Regions from separate parts of the Mus musculus genome. Here region 1 is linked to region 2. The links are chromatin contacts, called in public promoter capture Hi-C maps. All regions are on one chromosome and are shown on one strand. The core of a region is the stretch at or near the end of the contact, and the rest is flanking DNA. Distances in the headings are between cores, read along the strand shown. Region 1 overlaps Lancl2 (LanC (bacterial lantibiotic synthetase component C)-like 2). Region 2 holds the start of Herc6 (hect domain and RLD 6).

What was found. Promoter capture Hi-C pulls out the DNA fragments that hold promoters and counts their contacts.
Region 1: a promoter capture Hi-C map of macrophages shows a contact between it and region 2, with 7 read pairs. The contact joins the enhancer-like site here to the promoter of Herc6 in region 2. A contact is called at or near these places in 4 of 39 promoter capture datasets (the C10 cell line, embryonic stem cells, liver and 1 more), 1 of 484 Hi-C or Micro-C datasets (germinal center B cells) and 4 of 9 other capture datasets (adipose tissue, liver, macrophages and 1 more).

Annotation. Positions count from the first base shown.
Region 1 is chr6:57,719,876-57,723,245 of GRCm38.p6, forward strand. It overlaps Lancl2 (LanC (bacterial lantibiotic synthetase component C)-like 2), which reads left to right. Exons shown (of 9, transcript NM_133737.2): 3 at 2,622-2,829. Among named protein-coding and RNA genes, the nearest start is that of Lancl2, 19 kb to the left of the region's middle. Within about 2 kb of position 2,041, at least 4 of the 459 cell types and tissues checked have an H3K27ac peak or open chromatin away from gene starts, as enhancers often do. A contact at or near this core is called in macrophages, where this site is marked.
Region 2 is chr6:57,578,764-57,582,464 of GRCm38.p6, forward strand. It overlaps Herc6 (hect domain and RLD 6), which reads left to right and starts at 2,229. Exons shown (of 23, transcript NM_025992.2): 1 at 2,229-2,469. The coding sequence starts at 2,274.

The DNA.
Region 1 (3,370 bases), core at 791-3,290, 140 kb after region 2:
CCTATATCTTTTTATTGGGGAATTGAGTCCATTGATATTAAGAGTTATTAATGACCAATGCTTGTTAATTCCTGTTATTTTGATGTTGGTCATGGTGCTGGTGGTGTAGATGCTTCTGTGTTTATGCACATGTGTGTGTTTCCCTCTTGGGTTGGAATTTTCTTTCTAATATATTCTGTAGGATTGGATTTTGGATAGATATTGTTTTAATTCGATTTTGTCATGGAATATCTTGTTCTTTCCATCTAAGGTGATTCAAAGTTTTGTTGGGTATAGTTGTCTGAGCTGACATCTGTGGCATCATAGAGTCTTTATGACCTCTGTCCAGGCCATTCTGGCTTTAGAGTCTTTGTTGAGATGTCAGGTGTAATTCTAAAGGTCTGCCTTTATATGGTATTTGCCCTTTTCCCCTTGCAGCTTTTAATATTTTTCTTTGTTCTATACATTTAGTGCTTTGATTGATATGTGGCATAAGGTTTTCTTATTTGTTCCAATCTATATGGTGTTCTGTAAGTTTCTTGTATATTTATAGATATCTCTTTTCTTAGATTAGGGAAATTTTCTTCTATGATTTTATTGATAATATTTGTTGGGCATTTGAGCTGGGCTTCATCTTCTTCTGTTCCTATTTATTTGTAGGTTTGTTCTTTTCATAGTGTCCCATATTTTCTGGAAGTTTAATGTCAACAACTTTTTAGATTTAACATTTTCTTTGATGGTGTACCTATCACTTCTATTGTACTGTCTAAACCTGAGATTCTGTATTCTGTAAGTGATGCTTGTATATGTCTTACTTGTTGTTTTACCTAGATTTTATGTCTCCAGGATTCCCTCTTTTTTTCTTTATTTCTTCTATTTCCATTTTCAGGTCTTGAACAGTTTTATTCATTTTCATTACCTGTTTGCTTGTAATTTTTTTGGTATTTCTTTAAGGGAATTTATTCATTCCCTCTTTAAGGGCCTCTATTATCTTCAGAAAGTTGAATTTAGGATAGAATTTTCTTGTCCCTTCAGCTGTGTTGGAATATCTAGGGCTTGCTGTAGGATAGCTAAGTTCTTGTGGTGCCATATTGCTCTGGCTGTTGTTGGTTGTATTCTCATGCTGACTTCTAGTAATCTGCCTTTTGGGAGTTATTATAGGTTCAGGGGCTTATTCCTAATTTTTGTCTTTGTTAGATGGGTGGGTATTTTTTTTTTTTTTTTGGATGTTTTCCCTCTTAGTTTCTATTTCCTTTTTGATCTTGTGAGTGACCAGAAATTCCAATGACCAGTGATTCTTCAAGTCTGGTAGTGTGTTTCTGCTTGCTTTTTCTTTTATTTTTTTTATTTGTTTGTTTGTTTATTTTGTGGCCTGTGTGACCTCTGGTGGTTTGGGTGCCAAGGTTACCTCTGAGGTCCTTAGAACCAGTGTGGCCTCTGGGAAAGCAGAGGTCTCCTGTATAGTCTTATGGCTGAATATGGAGCCCAGGTGATGAGGTGTAGTATAAGGCTTTTGGGTATGCTATTAGGGGGAGTTGGCAAGCATAGGACTCAGGGTAGGCTCTTACCTTGGGTCCCTGGTACTGTTGTCACCTCTAGTAAAGCAGCTGAAGTTGTGACCCTGAAAATGGAGCCCAGGGGATGAGGTGCAGTTCACTGCTGTTATCTGTGCTCTAGGGAAAGTTGGCAGGCATTGGGCATAGGACAGGGTCTTATCTAGGGTCCCTGGTACTGCTGTGGCCTCTAGGAGAGCAGGCAGAGTTATTGTCCAGAAAATGGAGCTCATAACTCAGGAGTTAAAATATGCTCTCAAAGCAAATTATTTTCTAACGGTTGCTGCAAAGAGCTCTCAGTAATATTCCTGGTTCTATCTTTGGTGAGAGAAGACATTGATAGAGAGTCTCAGAGTATCCCATTCTGGCCTTAGGGTCACTATCATATAGTTGAGAATGTCTTTGAACTCCTGACTCTGCTGTGTCCATCAGCCACATGCTGAGCCACTACACCTGGCTTTGGATTTCTATTTCTGTATTTACAAAGAGGTTGGTCACAGGCTGCTCCTGCTGTCCCTGTTCTGCCACATCATGTGCACTCCCTAAGTGGGGATCTGACTCACTGGTCATATCCTCAATTGCTTAATGAGGAAAGGAAAACAAACTGAAAAATTGTAGAAAATTAGAAAGGAGGCATAAAGTCCAGAAAAGTAATCATTTACTCTGGTATCACATAGAATGAGAAATTATTTGAGAAGAAGCATAAGGAAAGAGTTATATTAGCTTGAGATAAAGAGAAGATTGAGGCTGGACTGGATGTGAATGGGAACAGGGAGTGAGTGACAGGAGCCGCAGTATGTCTTGTGTCTTTTTTCTCTAACAGTAAAATGTGGACATACTATATCAGGTTAGTTAACCCATGATAAATTTCAACCTGTTTCTTGTTTTTTTCCACCCTAATTTTTGGGTCTTTTTCGTTTCAGCATTTTCAGTTTTCTGAAATAAATTATACTTTTTCTCGTTATTGTTTTATGTTTTCCATTTCGAAATACAGAATGCTAGTAGATGTTTGTGTAATTATAAAATAACTCCCTGAGGGTACAACTGAAGATAGTAATGCTTTTCTTCGTGGGGTGGGGATCATTCCAGGCATAGCACTTTTGTACCTGCAGCTGTACCGGGTCACTGGTGACCAGACCTACCTGCTTCGATCCCTGGATTACGTGAAGAGAACACTCCGAAATTTGAGTGGTCGCAGAGTCACTTTCCTTTGTGGAGATGCTGGGCCCCTTGCTGTGGGAGCTGTGATATATCATAAACTCAAAAGTGAATGTGAGTCCCAGGAATGCATCACAAAGTGAGTTCTAAAACATCTCCAAATGTTTTGTTGAAGAATTACTGTGCAAAGATGTTCAACAATTAAAGTATTGTCTAATCTGCTATTGCAAAGAGGTCTCTCTGAAATGTGAAGTATGTTAGTTTAGTAGTGGGACCATGTGTACTTTTTCTGTATGTACATGAGTGTGTCCTAATTTCAGTGGAACTTTAATATTCATTTCTAAACAATTTTTGGTTGTCTTCAGTGTATGAAAGCAAGTGCACGTCCATGAAAATAGCTTGACTAATCCTGAGCTCAATCTCTAGCTCTTAGTCATGGTAATGAGGGAATGATGGACTGTGAAGGTTTCTGCAGTGGGCAGTTTATAGTCTTCTCAAACAAGTAGAAAACAAAGTCCCATCTTTGGATCTAGTAGAGTATCTGACATGTGCAGACATTTGATGTTGTTGAAAGATTGAGTGACTTAGCCTTGCCTAGGTAGTAACCACATCTCGGCTCCATCTTTACATACATTTTATATCACTCTCTTCTAACACTAGATTTTAAAGTATGTACTCTG
Region 2 (3,701 bases), core at 979-3,478:
GGCAATCTACAGATTCGATGCAATCTCTATTAAAATTCCAGCACAATTCTTCAAAGAGCTTGAAAGGACAATTTTCTACTTCATATTGAAACACAGACACACACACAATCGATGCTAGCGAAAACAATCCTGCACAATTGAAGAACTTTTGGGGCTCTCAAGTTATACTACAAAGCTATAGCAAGACAAGTAGTATACCATTGGCATAAAAGCAGGCATGTTGATTAATAGAATAGAACTGAACACCCAGAAATAAGTCCACATACTTATAGACATGTGATTTTTGAGAAAGAAGCTAGAAATACAAACTAGAAAATAGAATCTTCAAAAAATGGTGCTGATCAAACTGAATGGCTGCATGTTAAAGAATACTATGAGGAATTTCTTTTCTGATTTTGTTGTCTACTTGGTATTCTGTATATTCGTGTATCTTTTTAACCCAGAGAGGTTAGGCATAGAGGAAGGGACTAGGAAGACACATGGATTTTTTTCTGGGATGGAGAAATAGAAATGGATTTTACTGGTAGAGGAGAGGAAGGCATGAGAATGGGAGGTTCTGGTGGGAAAGAAGAGAGGAAATGGAATTTAGAGAGGCAATGAGAGGAGGAACAGCTAGTATTGAAACTCATTTGAAGAATATGGAAACCTGATGTAGTGGAAACTTCCTAAAATAATGAAGGTGGTCCTATTGAAGTCTCTAAATAATGAGGGAGATGGAACCCCAACTGGCCATGTCTGTCCCAGTGGAAAATTTCAGTCTGGGATTAAGTTTTATCCAGTTGAGTTATTGGTTGAAAGGGTCGCTATGAAATCCTCAAATACTTCAGGCTGTTGCCAAGAAAATAGGTGTCTCTCAACAAACCAACAGCAAGTTTTCATTGCTGAAGTCAATACTCACACAATGCACTGAATGTGGAGTCCCATGTTCTAATGTCTATGACAGGCAAAGGGACTCTGCAGGTTGCTAAAAGAGAAAAGTAAACCAATCCAACCATAAAACCCTTGATCTACAATTTGTCCTGCTTGGAAAATATGCTAGGGCAATGGTGGCACAAACCACGTGGAGTAACCAACTGATTTCAGATTTGACTTAAGGCCTACACCATGAGATGGAAGGAACCCATACCTGACACTGCTCAGGTGACCAAGAACCAGAACCTAGGACAAAACCAAATACTACTGGTCTAAGAAAAACAAAAGGGTAACAATAAAATGACTCAATAATAGTCTGCTAGGCTCATATGGCAGTGCCTTATTCAGCCATCATTAGAGAGGCTTCAACCTGCAGCAGATGGGAATAAACACAGTGACCCACAACCCTTTCAGTGCTGTGTTTGTTTTCAAAGGTGGGGAGGGAGGGAGGGAGAAAGGGAGGGAGGGAGGGAGGGAGGGAGGGAGGGAGAGAGAGAGAGAGAGAGAGAGAGAGAGAGAGAGAGAGAGAGAGAGAGAGAGAGAGAGAGAGAGAGAGCCAGAGAGAGCCAGAGTCACCTTGGAACACACAGCTCTAAAGATGTCTCCCTTAAATTCCTTCAGAGCTCAGCAAACCTGCAAAAGAGTGTTCACTTTTTTTCTGTTGGCTTGTGTAGCTTTGATGTGAAGGTTTTCATTTCTTTACATATCTGGCCCCTGCCCTTACTCTGCAGTTGGATTCAGTTGGACAGCAGCTTCTCCATTGCAGCTCAGTTAGGGTTCATTATTAATTACATCCTTACAGGCTTCCCAGCTTTGGCTTTCTAGGCCTCTTTGAAATTCTCAAAAAAGTTCTGTAACCCCCTGAACATACTCCATAATCTATTTATTATACATATAGGTTTACCATGTGGTGCTTAATGTGTGATCTGAAAATTAATAATCAAGACTGGAATAAAAGAACCCCAGCTAGAATTGCCAAGGAAAGCAGATTCCCTGGGAACTGGTTGCCACTGAAATTGCTACAACTTGTGGATATTGTCACTTAATAAATATTTCACAGACCTAGAAATTTGTCCAGAGCATCAGGACTCACAAGTGGCTTACTCATGATGGAGATACTTTCTTCTTCCCTGTCTTCTCAGATACTCAGTACTGAAAATTCAAGCAGCCAGGTTTCAAAATGACCCTAGAAATGCCTGTGAGAAAGATGTTAGTGGTGTGGGACAAGCAGGCACTTACTGGAAAGAACTATGACGTAAGGGACTGGGCAGTGCCCTTGGGAGGAGTTAGGGAAGCTAGGTCACTTGCTTTTGGGAGCCCATCTGACATACCAGAGCCGCGGGTGGCTGTGCACCGCAGGGATGTATTTCAGCTGGGCTGCAGGAAGCCGGAAGCCTCGGCGCCTGAAGGCGGGAACCAGCGGCATTGAACTCTTGCAGGCAGCCAGCGGGGAACACCACTCGCTCCTACTGTTCAGCAACCACAGGGTGTATTCCTGCGGGGACAACAGCTGGGGACAGCTGGGCCAGAGGAGAGACCAGAGTACCGAAAGGCCAGGTGACTTCCAAGCTCCTGAGCAGGTGCTCAGGACAGTATGTGGGGGCCTCGGGTCCAGGGGACCAGGGGACCAGGGGACCAGGGATACCGGGTGGCTGGACCAGGGATATCAGAAGCTGGAACCCTGTTTTAAGCAGCTTGCATCAACTGGTCAACTCCTAGAGCTCTGGAGTTTGTATTTGTTTCGGTTTCCAATTCCTCTTCATTGAGAAACTGAAAGCAAAAAAGCAAGCTTTCCTCTGGATAGAAAGAAAGTCCCTCCTCCTTACCAAGCTAAGCCTGAGAGAACTTTCTGGAGGGGGTGGGGTGGGGGGAATCTGATTTCCAAACCGAAAAGCTTAGCAATAACTTGGGGCATCTTCTCTCCTAAGGTTTTGTTTTTGTTTTTTGTTTTTTTAAAAAAGTATAATAGCATTTTTCGGCATTAAAGCTGATGTAGGAAAGTACTAAAGAAGCCACCTGTAGGGTCTTGAGAGATGGCTCGGTGGTTAAGAGTTCAGCTCCTGACACTTATGCGGCAGTTTACAACTACCTATAATTACAGTTCCAGAGGATCCTATGCCTCTATGGGTACCAGCACACACATATATGCACACAGTGATGCGCAAGCGCAAGCGCGCGCGCGCACACACACACACACACACACACACACACACACACACACGTAAAAATAATAAAATATTTAAAATTTAAAAAGTCACCTATAATTACACCAAAAGCAACTCTAAGACCATTGCAGCTCCTCGTTTTATCTTCTGCTTATGTATTTAATTTTTATAGGAATTTTGTCATTATGAGTTATTGTAATTGTATCTAAACAAGAAGTTGTGGTTTTACCAAAACATTAATCCACTAGGGGATTTTATATATGATATTGATTCACTTCTAAGTAACTTCAAACTAACTAAAGTTCTAGTTTGTTTTTCTGGTTTTAATTATCTATTTTTGCCACTTTATATGCTAAGCAAGCACTCTACCACTGGACTATTTTACATTCCCATTGACTATATTTGATTATGTGTGTAGAATAATTTGAAGAACTGTGTAGAACACGAAAACTATTCCTCTGTCCCTTTGGATTCAGTTTCTGGAAGCTACAAATTTAACTTGAAAAAAATGAATAGGCAAAAAACAGCATGGGATTTTATTAGTCTTTTACCTAGAGAGTAATTTTTGTGTATATAGGAATTCACAGAAAGTAAAAGAGGTGCTTAGATCCAGGAACTTGTGTA